Linked DNA regions of Zea mays: regions 1 and 3 are each linked to region 2. Evidence: chromatin contacts called from public Hi-C data. All regions are on one chromosome and are shown on one strand. The core of a region is the stretch at or near the end of the contact, and the rest is flanking DNA. Distances in the headings are between cores, read along the strand shown.

Evidence for each region. Hi-C and Micro-C count contacts between places; a contact is called where the count stands out from the background.
Region 1: a contact with region 2 is called in a Hi-C map of tassel, with 4 times the contacts expected there. The contact joins the enhancer-like site here to the promoter of LOC100282151 in region 2. A contact is called at or near these places in 3 of 25 Hi-C or Micro-C datasets (ear, leaf and tassel).
Region 3: a contact with region 2 is called in a Hi-C map of ear, with 10 times the contacts expected there. The contact joins the promoter of LOC100216946 here to the promoter of LOC100282151 in region 2. A contact is called at or near these places in 6 of 25 Hi-C or Micro-C datasets (bundle sheath, ear, endosperm and 2 more).

Annotation. Positions count from the first base shown.
Region 1 is chr8:66,919,647-66,924,200 of Zm-B73-REFERENCE-NAM-5.0, reverse strand. No RefSeq gene overlaps it. Among protein-coding and RNA genes, the nearest start is that of LOC100216946, 82 kb to the left of the region's middle. Within about 2 kb of position 1,575, at least 14 of the 20 cell types and tissues checked have an H3K27ac peak or open chromatin away from gene starts, as enhancers often do. A contact at or near this core is called in ear, leaf and tassel, where this site is marked.
Region 2 is chr8:66,507,321-66,511,907 of Zm-B73-REFERENCE-NAM-5.0, reverse strand. It overlaps LOC100282151 (ribosomal protein S11 containing protein), which reads left to right and starts at 3,052. Exons shown (of 3, transcript NM_001155063.2): 1 at 3,052-3,471. The coding sequence starts at 3,322.
Region 3 is chr8:67,001,059-67,005,571 of Zm-B73-REFERENCE-NAM-5.0, reverse strand. It overlaps LOC100216946 (guanine nucleotide-binding protein beta subunit-like protein), which reads right to left and starts at 1,616. Exons shown (of 2, transcript NM_001143328.1): 1 at 672-1,616. The coding sequence starts at 1,562.

The sequences.
Region 1 (4,554 bases), core at 326-2,825, 410 kb before region 2:
TGAGACATTATGTAATGGGGACAAAGCGATAAATATATACATACCATAAGAGCTTGAAGTATATTTTTACCCAAAAAGATCTCAACCTTAGGCAACGACGTTGGTTGGAACTCATCAAGGATTATGACTTGGAGATTCACTACCATCCAGGCAAGGCGAATCTGGTTGCGGATGCCTTGAGTCCGAAGGAACACAGTCATGCAGCTGTAGGTACGCAGTTACCCGACAGGTTGGCAGAGAAGTTTGATAGGCTCAAACTGGGGATAATTGCTCATGCGGAGGGAGTCACTATAGAGATGGAACTTACCTTGGAGCAAGAGATACAGAAAGGTCATGTTGGTGATGCTAAGGTTCAAGAGATCAAAGACCTGATGGATGAAGGCAGAGGTCCAGACTTCATGGAAGATGAACAAGGCACAATCTGGTTCAAGAACATGATATGTGTTCCTGAGATAGACAGTCTCTGTGACACCATATTGAAGGAATCCCATGACTCACCCTATTCCATTCATCCTAATAGCACCAAGATGTATCAGGATATGAAACAGAAATACTGGTGGTATGATTTGAAAAGGGATGTCGTTGCACATGTGGTTGCATGTGATGTCTGTCAAAGGGTAAAGGCCAAACATCAGAGACCAGCTGGATTACTCCACCCATTGCAAGTACCTGAATGGAAGTGAGAAGAAATCGGTATGGATTTCATTGCCAGGTTTCCTATAAAAAGGAAATGTGCCCTCATGCCATTTCTATATTGTCTTGGTGATTAGATGCTCAACACATAGAGTTATGACTTTATTGAGCTAAGAGTTAAAGAGATGTAAATGGAAAAGCAAGGTATAATTCTAGCCTTAGTAAATTGTTTTTGGTACTAACATTATTCTACTAAGTGCTAGGAAACTTCTACAAAGTGAGAAAAAGTGAGAGAAATCAAATTGAAGAAACTTGCACCAGCCTGTGGTGCACCGGACAGTGTCCGGTGCCCTGGCTGGCGCACCGGTGAACAGACCGTTCTCGGGAAAAAGGACAAGGCGCCGCGGCTATAATTCACCGGACTGTCCGATGTGCCAGCCGCGCGCCCAGCCAATGGTCGACCGAGCAATCAGCGGGTGACACGTGGCTCAACCAATGGTCAGAAGGTCGCACCGGACTGTTCGGTGTGCCACGAGGCCAGTGGCTGACAATGGTTGGCTTTGCCAAACAAGGAAGGGAATCACACACTGCTCACTTCTTGGTGGTGTAGTGGACTATCCGGTGCGCCCACGGATAGTTAGGGGTGAAAACGGGTAGGGTATCCGAAACGGGTACCAAATATGGGTACTGATTCGGGACCATTTTTCGGATACAGATACTGATATTTTTTTTCATCCAGAACGGATAAGGGTACTACTTGGATAAAAACTCATCGGATACGGGACAATCAATATCTGGTAAATACCCAGAACTGGTGGGCGGATATGGGTACCCAGTTGTTGGTTACGCAATACCTTTCCCCGACCAGTCCTAGCTTACTGTGTCTCAGCCTCTCAGGGTCTTAGTTCTCACGGTTTCAACGTTTGCCAAAATGCCAGCCCATATCCATATGTGTGTGGGCCATGGCCGAAGGTTGAGGCCCGTTGATTATTTGGAGTGCACAGCTTAATAGGTTCTAGACTTCTAGTACTCTCGGTTGGGCGGACGACCAGACGCTAGAGCAAGGCGCCGCCGCAGCACTGGCACTGCAGACCGGCAGTCTGCACCACCAGCGTGTGCCACTTCGACCCTGCTACCACGCCACATCGGATTTCGTGCAAGTCTGCAACCAAGCGCCACCGGCCTGTGCCACTTCAACCCTACCACATCGCAGGCTGCAGTGAAGTCATCGTCGCCCCTGCCACGCTATAGCTCGGCTCATAATCCAGGCTTCGCTGCCCCTGCCACGTCGTGCTGTCCTATCCGAGCTCGTCGTCACTCGAGGCGCTCTTCACCCGCGCTCGCATGATGCAGCCGCCCCATGCTAGCAGGTCCAGTCCCAACTTGTCGCCACCGGTCGTCGTCGGCTCGTCGTCATCGGCTCCGGCGTCTCGACAGCAACAGCCGGAGGCGCCTCGCAGTCGAACTCTCGCGTCGTGGCCCCGGTTTGCAGCCCCTTGCTTTCTTCTAAGGTATTGTTGCTTTCTAGTTTTTATGTATTTTACTAGTCTACCAGTAACTTTGTTCTTATCTTTGTGATGGACAATAATAGCACCATGGATGTGGATAATATTTGTGACATTGACAACAATGTGTAGAATGAAGATGAGATACATGGTATTGGGGGATGTTAATGGCAACGACAATGACCACATGGAAGAGGAGGATCATATTCTTACACCTACTGGTAGTGAGGTGAATGTCACTAGTCAAATAGTTGTTTGTGGAAAAACAAATCCATAGGTGGAGACAATTGTGTGGTGAAACGACTACTAGCAACCAAGTCAACTAGTACCCCTACAAGCAAGTTTATGGCATCTGCATTTAAAGCAACAAGGTCAAACAAGAGCACAAATTTAGTGCATCAACCTCAAGTTTTGAAAGGTGTCCTTTTTACTTTGTTTGTTTCATTTTCAAGTGAATGCAAATGTATATTAACATATCCTTTTTTGTTATAGTTGCACAAGATGCAAGTGCGCGTGCAAGTGAAAATGCAAGCATAGCTGCAAGTGTCCAAATAAGCACTGAAGATGATTGTGATGAAGAATTAGATGTCAAGAAAACGAAGCTCACTTCATGGGTTTGGGAGCATTTTACAAGGTATGAATTAGAAGTGGAGCAAAACGATGGTTCCATTGTTAACCAAAAGTGGGCAAAATGCAAAAAAAAGTCCACATAAAGCTAAGGCTAATAGTTCAAATGGCACAAAGGCTTTTAGTTACCATTTAAAGCTGAGGCATAAGATTTTGAAGGGTCAACAACACTTAACTCCGAATGGGGATACTATAGAAACCTATAAATATGATGAGAATTTTAGTGTGAGACTGCTATATTATGCCATCATCATGCATGAGTATCCTTTCCGTATTTCCCAACACAAGTACTTGGTGAAATTTATCAAATCACTGTGACCATCATTTCCTTTGAAGTCTCATGTTACTATTCGTAAAGAGATCATGGATCTTTATATTGAGGAAAAGAATATGTTGTATGCACAATTCAAAAAGTTGTCCTGTCGTGTTAGTTATACTATGGATACATGGACATCTATTCAAAACAAGTCATACTTGTGTGTCACTGCTCATTGGATTGATGATAATTGGAACATGCAAAAAAGGATTATCAATTTTATGCATGTAGAAGGCAACCATAGTGGGATAAAATTGAGTGATACTTTTTTTTCTAATGTGCTGAATTGGAACCTTGATAAGAAAATGTTTGCTCTTTCTTTGGATAATGCTTCTTCAAATAAGGTTGCCATTGATATAGTGATTGATAGTGCTAAAGACTTGCTTGTTTGTGGTGGAAAGTTCTTTCATGTTAGATATGCAAATCATATATTGAATCTTGTTGCTAGAGATGGGTTAGCTATAATTGCACATGCCATTGGAAATATTAGACATTTTATAACATTCATTAAAAGGTCACACTTGCAGTTGGAGGCATTTGAGAAATGTGCAAGAGAATGTGACCTAGACCCTAAAAAATCTCTTTCCTTGGATGTTGCAACAAGATGGAACTCCACATATATTATGGTTAGAGATGCCATTTACTACAAGAATGCTTTTGATCGCCTTGCAAAAAAGAAAAAGGATAGATATGGTCTTATCAATCATTTGGCTAATGATTGGTTGAATGCATTAAACATTAGCAAGTGTTTGAAGAAGTTCTATGATGTCACATTACTTCTTTCTAGCACTTCATATCCTACTGCAAATCATTTTGTTTCGTAAATTTTCTGAGATAAAGATGGCTATTACAAGATGGTGTGATAGTAGTGATCCCATAATCTGCACTATGGCATACTCTATGAGAGACAAGTTTGATAAGTACTAGAAGATGAACAATATGGCTTTGGAAGTGGGAGCATTTCTTGATCCTAGGTACAAACACATAATGGTTGAGCTATACATGTCTAAGATGTATGATAGCGAGATGGCTGAGTTGGAAAAATGACATTCATGAATGTTATCAATGAATTATTTGCATTTTATTCATCAACCATCAATGCAAAATCAACTAATAAAGGTACTAGCTCGAAGGATTCTATGGCAATCAAAAATGTTGTTTTGATGGATGACAATGATGAGAATGAGGTTGATCTTGATGAGTTATATGCAGCAACAAACAATGAGAAGAAACTGTCTGAATTGGATTTTTTACATGAGTGAGGGCCTAGTGAAGGCTAATGAAGATGATGCACCATTTGATGCCTTATCATGGTGGAAGGGGCAAGTCACAAATTTTCCTATTCTTTCTAGCCTTGCTCGTGGTGTGTTATCAATGCAAGTGTCAATTGTTGCTTTAGAGTCGGCATTTAGCTCTAGTGGACGTGTGATTGATTCCTTCCGTTCGAAGCTTAAACCTGAAATTATTGAAGCC
Region 2 (4,587 bases), core at 1,803-4,302:
CGTCTACCACATAGTCAACTTCTAATACAGGTTCACATATCGTATATACAAAAGAAAACATTCACCAAATAAATAGACATACACCATTACATGAATAACATTCACCATTACATGAACAAACATATACTATTACATGTATAGACATATGCCAAACAAACCATACTTATAAAAGTGCATAGAATAAAACCTAATTCATATTCATTTTATTAATCCACTCTAACTCTACTTTGGATTGTTACTAGTGAAAGCTATATGGACATTTGACTACAAAAGTATTTTACCTAACATAGCTTAGTTGTAATGACTTAACCAATTCTACAGAAATTAATTATCAATTAATTGTTTGTATTATAAATAATGATTTCCTTTTAGTTTTATCTTTTCTTTCTAACAGAAAATGTCATTATAATTATCAGAGCTCAAAATATTTAATAATAAATTAAACCACTGATTAAACTATAATACTTGCATTATTATGAATTCTATATCACTTACTAATTCTGTGTTAAGAAAATTTTCATTGTTTATTTAGTGAGCCTAAATGAACCTATGATTATCAACTTCTAGATAAATTATAAAATTCATCATAAACCAAATTAACTATGAAATTACCTATCTAGTGTTTTAACTACTAACACGGGTCTACCAAATTTTGTCATACTTCTTTCTAATCCAACATTCTAAATCATTATAAACAAATAACATGACTAATAACAATTCATTAATTTATCGCATATATACCCAAAAATCAATAATTCACATACACATGAATTCTGAATCACAACACTCCCATATTACAACACAATAATTACAAAATTCATAAACTAATTCAAAACGTGATTTCAAAAATTAATAAAATTATTCCGGGTTGTCTTCAACCTTGTGACGAACGGACGTTGGCCTGGCACGGGGGCACAGCGCGGCGGCGAGGAACGACGGTGTGGGCGCGGTTCCGGTGAGGCACGGCCGAACAGGGGCTCGACGGGGGCGTGGTAGGGGAGGGCGCGGACAGTCCGATGCGACGACAGACGCTCCGGCACGGCTCCGCGGATGGCGGCGGCGGCTCCGTCGGTGTGCAAGGGCGAGGGAGAGAGAGGTGAGGGAGAGGCTTGGGCGAGGGGAGAGAGGTCCGGCTCGGTCGGTTTTTATAGACGACGAGGGGGAGAGGAAGGGGCGCCGAGGAGAGGGAGAGGCAGCTGGCGGCTTCAAAGCCATTAATGGCGGCGACTTTATGAGGGGAGAGGGAGTGGGGGAGAGACACGGTCGTTTCTGGCGCAGAAGAGGAGTGGGCGGCTCGGCTAGACGGACCGACGCCAGGACACGATGGCGGTGCAGCGTTTCGCCTGCGCGGGCGCGCGGCTGAGAGGGAGTGGGGGGAAGAAGAAGGGTCGCGGGGTCATGCGGGCCCACGCGCCATAGAGAAGAGAGGAGGGGAGAGGGGCGCACGCCGATGGGCCTGGTTGGACCGATTTGGCCAACCGGCGCTAGGGTTTTCTTTTTTTTCTTTTTTTCTTTTTCTCTTTTTCTCTTATCCTTGTATCCAAAAATATAAATATATATACATATATATATATATATATTTAAATATTTATAAAAATCCATAATAATTATACTAAAAATATTACAATTAAAGTATTTATTTTTTTACCAAAGTTCTCATATTAATTAATTGGGTTTTTATATAAAAGAAATTTTACAAAAACAAGCATCAATCAATTATGAACAAACAAAAATCATTCCAAAGATGAATAAAATCAAATACTTGATTTAAAAATTTCCTTACTATATTCTCTACTATAATTTAAATGCATTATTTTTAGTTGATGGTTTCTGAGCACCGGGTGGCTCGCAGCATGAGCAGGTGGACACCATTGCACGGCGAGAAGCAGTCCCCGAGCTGGTACCCCAAATCTCGGGCCATCCAACATGGCTAGGCTAGGCGCGGATGGGCCCTCCTCCGGTGCGCGACGCGGCCCTAGCGCAACAAGGGTGCAGGCCCTATCGACGGTGCCGGCGTGCGACGGGATGGGTGCGGGAGACAAGGCTGCGAGCCATACTGCAGACTATATGCCTGTTTGGTTCAGCTTTTTTCTGACCAGCTTTTCTGAGAATCTGGCTGTGGAGAGAATTTGGCTGTGGGAAGAATCTGAGTATTGTGTGGATTACGTGCAGAGAAAGATGAAGTGGTCCAAAGGGTTTAGGATCTAGAAAGCAACAGATTCCTACTATCGTGAAGATTCGGCCGATTTTGTGTTCATGTTGATTTTGGACGGTTTTTACCAAAGCGATTCTTATAGAAGCTGGCTGAAAAGCTGAGGCGTTTGGCAATCTGCAACAGTTTTTGGTGGCCAGAAGCTGGAAAAAGCTCAAACAAACAGGGGCTATGGCGTGCGGGGCACTGGACCCGCTGTTCCCAACACCGGCGATGCGCCCCGGATATTTGACCGCTACATCGGTGACTCCTTCGGGGCTAGTGGCACGATGACGTCGTTCTTGTGGGAGGTTGCGGCTTCTACAGGAAGCCTGAATTTTTTTTGCCGCTAAGAGTAGAACCAATCTACCGATGAAAAATACCATACCATTCGATTGAGTAGAGGAATCAAAGTCTGTCGTGTACGACAGTTCGGCTAGGCCGAGAGACCTACCAGTTTGACGAAGAATCAGTGCAGATTGGATCCGTAGTAACATCGAGGTAGAGTGTGCTGATAACGTGTTGAATAACTACGTTAACACGGATCACCAGATACACTCTCTTCCCTTCCGTCAGTAGATTAGGCGCGGAGAAGGTGTAGATCATGTTTCCCTTTCCACGAGCACGACAGTAAAAACGCACAGAAGACACGATGTATGGTTGGGTCTATGACCTCTTTCTCTTCTCTTCTCTTATAATGAGGTACATATTCCTTTATATGGAGACGTGAGATTCCTCAAATGTATAAGTGGTATTTTCCCACATAATCTAACTAGGGTTTCTTAACAAGATAGGTCTGTTTCTAGACTGTGTTAATGGGCTTTAATTATTTTCGTTGAGGTCGAGCACACAACGTGGAGCCCGGTTGGGCTTCAACTAGAAAATAAAAAATAACCCATCTCATCTCAGCCCAACCACACTGATCCACCACCCTCCCTCTAGTTGAGATACTGCCGCCGCCGCCGCCCCGCCCAACGCCAGGTGCCGAGGCCTTCGCCGGCGAAGAGCGCCGACCGGGTATTCACACCCCCTTCTCTTCCCTGGCTGCTATGCAAAAGACCGAGCGCCTACTAGCTTACTTCTAATTTTGTTCTTCTTGTGTCTGAAGTACGAGATCGAGGAAGACGGCCATGTTCTCATCCGCCCGCCTTGCCCTACGCCGAGCTGCCTCTCTTGGGGCGGGCCTCTGCCGCGCCGCGGAGGATCCCTTTTCGCGAAGGTTTCTCCATGGGCAGCTCCTCCCACGTTCCTTTGCCTCAGATGCATCGGGACACAACAGGGTATCTCTATATCAACCCAACTCTCTTGATTGATTTCGTTCTCGATCTATTTGGTTAATCAAGGAGACCATGCATCTAGCCCCAGGTAACAGGGACTAAATTTTAGTCCATGTCAAACATCCGATTAAATATTGTCTAATTACAAAACTAAATTCATAGATTAGGACTAAGTGGAAAAACGAATCTATTAAGCCTAATTAGTATATGATTCGTCTATATGATGCTAAAGTAAACATTTGCTAAATATGGATTAATTAGTCTTAATAAATTTGTATCGTTGTTTAGTCTTTATCTGTGTAATTAGTTTTGTAAGTAGACTATATTTAATATTTGTAACTGGTATTCAAACATCCGGAGAGACTAAACTTTAGTCATGGGAACCAAACACCCCTATTTAATTCCCCCCATTTTGTGATAAAAGATAGAGTTGCCCTCTTTTCGCCATCTAGCAGTATGTAGTGTACGTTGAATTGAAATAAGATTTATTATTGTATGAGTTGGGGACTTTTTTATGGGTTAGGGATTTTTCTGTGGCGTATTTTTTCATGAAATACAATTTGATTCCATCCTATTCACAAAAGCATTGACTTTTCTGCCACTTGTGGCCAATTTCCCTGATGCTACAGCCTACGGCTGTTGGTGATAGTATTGATTAATGTTCAATCCCTTGCATAATATTTCATATAGTTGTAGGTTTCTCATACGGTCATACCTCCAAACCTACACAGGTGCTCACGAATACCCTAGTCGTATACACATGAAAAGTAACTATAAGCTGTTGCGTTGCAGCTTGAAATTGAGATGATAATATTAGGAAGCATGTACTCCTTCCGTTCCCTATCTTAAGATCGTGAAGGTTTGTCCTAATTCAAAATTTTGAAACTTTGACCAACAATATCTATAAAAATAATTATTTTTAAATTTACAAAAACTATATATTGTGGTAGATGTTTTGATAATAAATGTAATAGTTTCATTTTTATTTAGTCAATATTTATGAATATTTTGTTATTAATGGTCAAAGTTTTAAAACATTGACCTAGGACAAACCTTCGTGACCATAAGATGGGGGACGGAGGGAGTAGCATGTTTTCACGTGAGTCCTTAATTTTAAAA
Region 3 (4,513 bases), core at 367-2,866, 500 kb before region 2:
TCTAACATCACAACGGAAGACAATTTACACCAGAGCAAACACCTAACTGGCGCTGCCTGTATTCATGGATAAATTGTTCACAGATATCTAAATGATAGTATGGCATGTTACACGTTATAGCAAAAAAAATCAATGCAGAATATAGTTCCAATGCAATTGCGCACTGTTGGCACAAAGTAACAAAATGGCATCAGAGTTCAACATTACATATGTGCCTTGCCCATGCATATCTAGAACACCCACAGACTAGGTAAGATATAATGCTGATAACAAACAATGGACTGGGTGAGGATATAAAGTTACAAACTCAGATGATGTAATTCACTAACACTCATGGTGTAATACTGGGTAAAAACAATAACAAGAGCATATGTAAAACAAGTGGAAAATTGATAGAACAATTAAAGTGATACAAAACTATGACACAGCACACAAATCATCTTTTAACCAAAATATATTCTTATATGCATTAGCACTAAAGATTCAGCACCCTAACAGTTCTGCAGAGAACTGGACATTTGTTGAAGTTGGATATATATGTATACATACCATATAAGTGGATTAACGGACTAATTCCTCAATAAGGCAGCACAACTCATGTACAAGTAGCTACAGATCCTAACCTACACGATTTCTGGCATGCTAAACGCAGGTTAAGGGCAGAGACGAACCTGGTTCTTGGAGACCTGGATGTCGGGCTTGAGGTCCTGCACAACGTGCTTCGACTCGAGGTCCCAGATCTTGACAGAGTCCTGCGTCGCAGCGCAGAGCCAGTAGCGGTTGGGTGAGAAGCAGAGAGAGTGGATGATGGAGCCCGCGTCCAGCGAGTACAGCCTCTTCCCCTCAGCCAAATCCCACAGCAGAGTAACACCGTCCTTCCCGCCGGAGGCGCACAGCGACCCGTCGGGGCTCACAGCGACGGCGTTAACATAGCCACCGTGCCCATCCAGAGTGCAGCGCAGCTTGCAGTTGGTAAGGTTCCAGACCTTGACGGTGCGGTCCCAGGATCCGGAGACAATGGTGGGCTGGAAGGTGTTTGGGGAGAACCTAACGCAGGAGACCCACCCGTTGTGGCCCTCGCCGCCGCCGAGGTCGCCGCCGATGGTGTACTTGCACTCGCCGAGAGTGTTCCAGAGCTTGATGGTCTTGTCGCGGGACGCGGAGACGATCTGGCGGTTGTCGACGGAGAAGGCGACGGAGATGACGTCCTTCTCGTGGCCGACGAAGCGGCGGGTGGTGAGGCCGGTGGAGAGGTCCCAAAGGCGGAGCTCGCCGTCCCAGGAGCCAGAGAGTGCGAACTGGCCGTCGGAACTAAGGACGACGTCCTGGACGAAGTGGGAGTGGCCGGTGAGGCGGCGGAAGGGGACGCCGTAGTCGGCGGTGACGCCGGATTCCGGGGTGGAGTGGACCGGGTTGGTCAGGTCCCACACCAGCACGGACTTGTCCCGGGAGGAGGAGACGATGAAAGGCGAGTTGTCGATCGGGGTCGCGATCGCCGTCACCTCGCCGTTATGGCCGCGCATCGTGCCCACCAGGGAGAGGGACTCCTGCGCGCCGGCCATGGTCGCCGTGGGGGATTGGGGCTGCAAGGGTTGCTGTGGCGGCGGCGCGAGGCGTAGGATGGCGAGGGAAATGGGGCAAAGCGGGAGACCAGGCCTTTATAGTTGGGAGAAGGTGGGGGCTAGGGTTTTGCGGGTCTGGCGATCTGCGCTAGAATGGTGGGTGGAAGATCAGAACCGTTGAATAGGATAGCGGGGGTGTGGTACTGTGGTGGATGATCATTAAGGCAAAGGAAAACTGCATAAATCCACTTACAAGTTTGGGGTGTTTTCAAATACCCACAACTTATATTCTGTCAAACTCCTCCTTCCAAATTAGGTGGTCTAATCTTATAGCAAACACGTTTGGCTCCATCCTTAAAACACTAATCGGCTTGGCTCCTTGGCTTGGTTAGCTTAGCCAAAACCGAGCGCTCCATCCAGCTCATACAATATGCCATGAAGAAAATCTGAAGCCAGAAGGTACGACCTTATCAAATTATCATCAATCATCCAACAACAAGAGAACAAGCTTTTCTAGAAACTAAACTACTAGTAACACTTTGCTGAGGTCACTTGTAACTTTGTAAGGCGAGTGAAGAAACTAGTAGCTAGCACTAACAGTCAAATGCCAGGGCTGCTGAAAAGCCAAGACGGCACAGCAACAGGTGGAAATGGAACAGGAGTGAAGGGCATGCTGCACGCGGCTAGTCTGCTTGTGCATACGCAACCAGCTATGCTGCAGAACACATTGTAACTTGTAAGTAGGCGCTCCAACAACCCGCATGAGCTCATGGGAACCGAGCGCTCTATCCAGCTCATACAGCAGGGCTAATAAAAATCGTTTCAGAATGCAATTACCAAATAAAAACCAAGCGCTCCATCCAACACATCCAACACATAATGTAGTGACCCAATAAAAATCATTTCAGAATCATATTTTGCAGTAACAAGGCGCAATAGTCACAGTTTACATTAACAAGGCACATATCACAGTTAATCATTCCTTTTCCTTATTGAGAACAACTTTTGTGGCCTAATTCCAGGTCCTCCTTCGATGTTCTGACAGACTCCATTGACTTCATCATTGTTCATGTAGTTTTGGCCTTCAAATGGAGCCAAATTGTATTGGCTTGAACCTTCAAATGTTGACGGGTTTGGTTGAGATGAAGTAGGAACACCAATTGAGGCCTAAAATATAGAAATATAGCTATGTGAGTTGATACCTTTACCATGGAAAATGCAAAATAAATAGTGAGTCACAAACCCTCGTGTACTTAGCTCCCTTCCTAGGCTCCCAATCAGCCCTAAGTGGCACTCCACATCCCTTAACATTGTGACCATAAGTGTGGCAATTGGAGCATTTCACTGCAGCCCTTTTTGAGGCTCTAGACTCAACATGAGGTTCTCCTTGCGTTCTCACTCACTTCTTCTTTGGTCTTCCAGGCTGGGCATGATAAAATGGAGGATCCACATCAGGCAAGTATGTGCTTAACCATTGTCTCTTGTCTGGCACAAGTATAATCATACCCTCATATGTGGCTACATATTTCTCCCTAGTGAAGAACAATGACATATAGTTTTCTGGCTTGTGTTTGAACTCATGAATAGCAACCACTGCATGTGAGCATGGCACTCCAGTAACATCCCACTTGTAGCATCCACATTTGTGATTGTTGAGATCAACAACATATTGATTGTCTCCACTTGTGACTTGCCATATCCCATGCCCAGCACAGACGGCCCTGCAATATGAAGCATTTTTCTTCTCAAACTCAAGCTTTTTCTGATAATTTGGAGCTATGAACCATGTGTCCTTCTTTGCACCATCTCTTTTAATATTAATAGACTCCATCAACTTAGTCCTAATGTGCTCCACCATCGTGCACATAGGTTCTTCTCTTGCCTCCAAAATCCAAGAATTGTATGACTCGCTAATGTTATTAACGACCAAGTCAGTTTTAGCATCGGGGTTGAACCTATGCCTTGACTAATGCTTACTATCAATGTCAAACAACCATTTCCATGCTCTAGTGTTTTCTTTCTTAATATCATCCCTAGCTTGTTTGAAATCAAACTCCTTGTACGCATAGGCAGCCATATCCATTAGCTCTTTTAGTCGGGGACCTTTGAACCCAGCCTTTGAAAAGTTAGCATATAAGTGCCTCAAATAATATCTATGCTCTGCATGTGGGAAAATGGCCCTAATACCGTCTTTTAGACCCTGCATAAAGCAAAGCAAGAATCACACATAAAGCAAACCAAATGAAAAAGCAGAGTGAAGTACACAACAACAATACCTTTTGTCTATCACTCATAATAGTCCAGCCACCACAATGCTCTCGTTGCCCAATGGACTGCACCAGCAACTCCAAAAATCATGTCCACGAATTAGCATTTTCAGACCCTACCAAAGCGAATGCTATAGGAAAAAGATTGTTGTTTGCATCTCTTCCTTGTGCTGTTAGAATTTGTCCTCCATTTGGTAGTTTGACATGGGTGCCATCTAACCCAAAGAAAGGTCTACAACCAGCTAGGAATCCTTTTACTTGAGCATCAAAGGACACATACATCCTCTCGAATCTAGGATTTATTGCTCGTGTTGGATCCACAAAACATTTTATCACTATGCAACTTCCAGGATTAGCAGATAACACTGTGTGAGCATAATCTTGTATTCTCCTGTATTGTTCATGGTACTCACCACCAATCTTCTGCACCGCGTATCTCTTCGCTCTATAGGCTTTGGTAAGTGAGATCCCCACTAGTGTGTCCCTAAGGACAGTGTCCCCAAGGGACTTAACTCGCCAATCTTTCTCACTTCTAAAAAAATGCTCATACTCTGTGCCAATCCATTTAGCATCCATTTGCTTCACCGTGTGACTTTTCCCACAAGTGTGGTCCTTTACATACTTCTTGATCTTGAAGGAACGACCATCTGGAAGTCTAGAGGCATATATATACCAAACATAGTC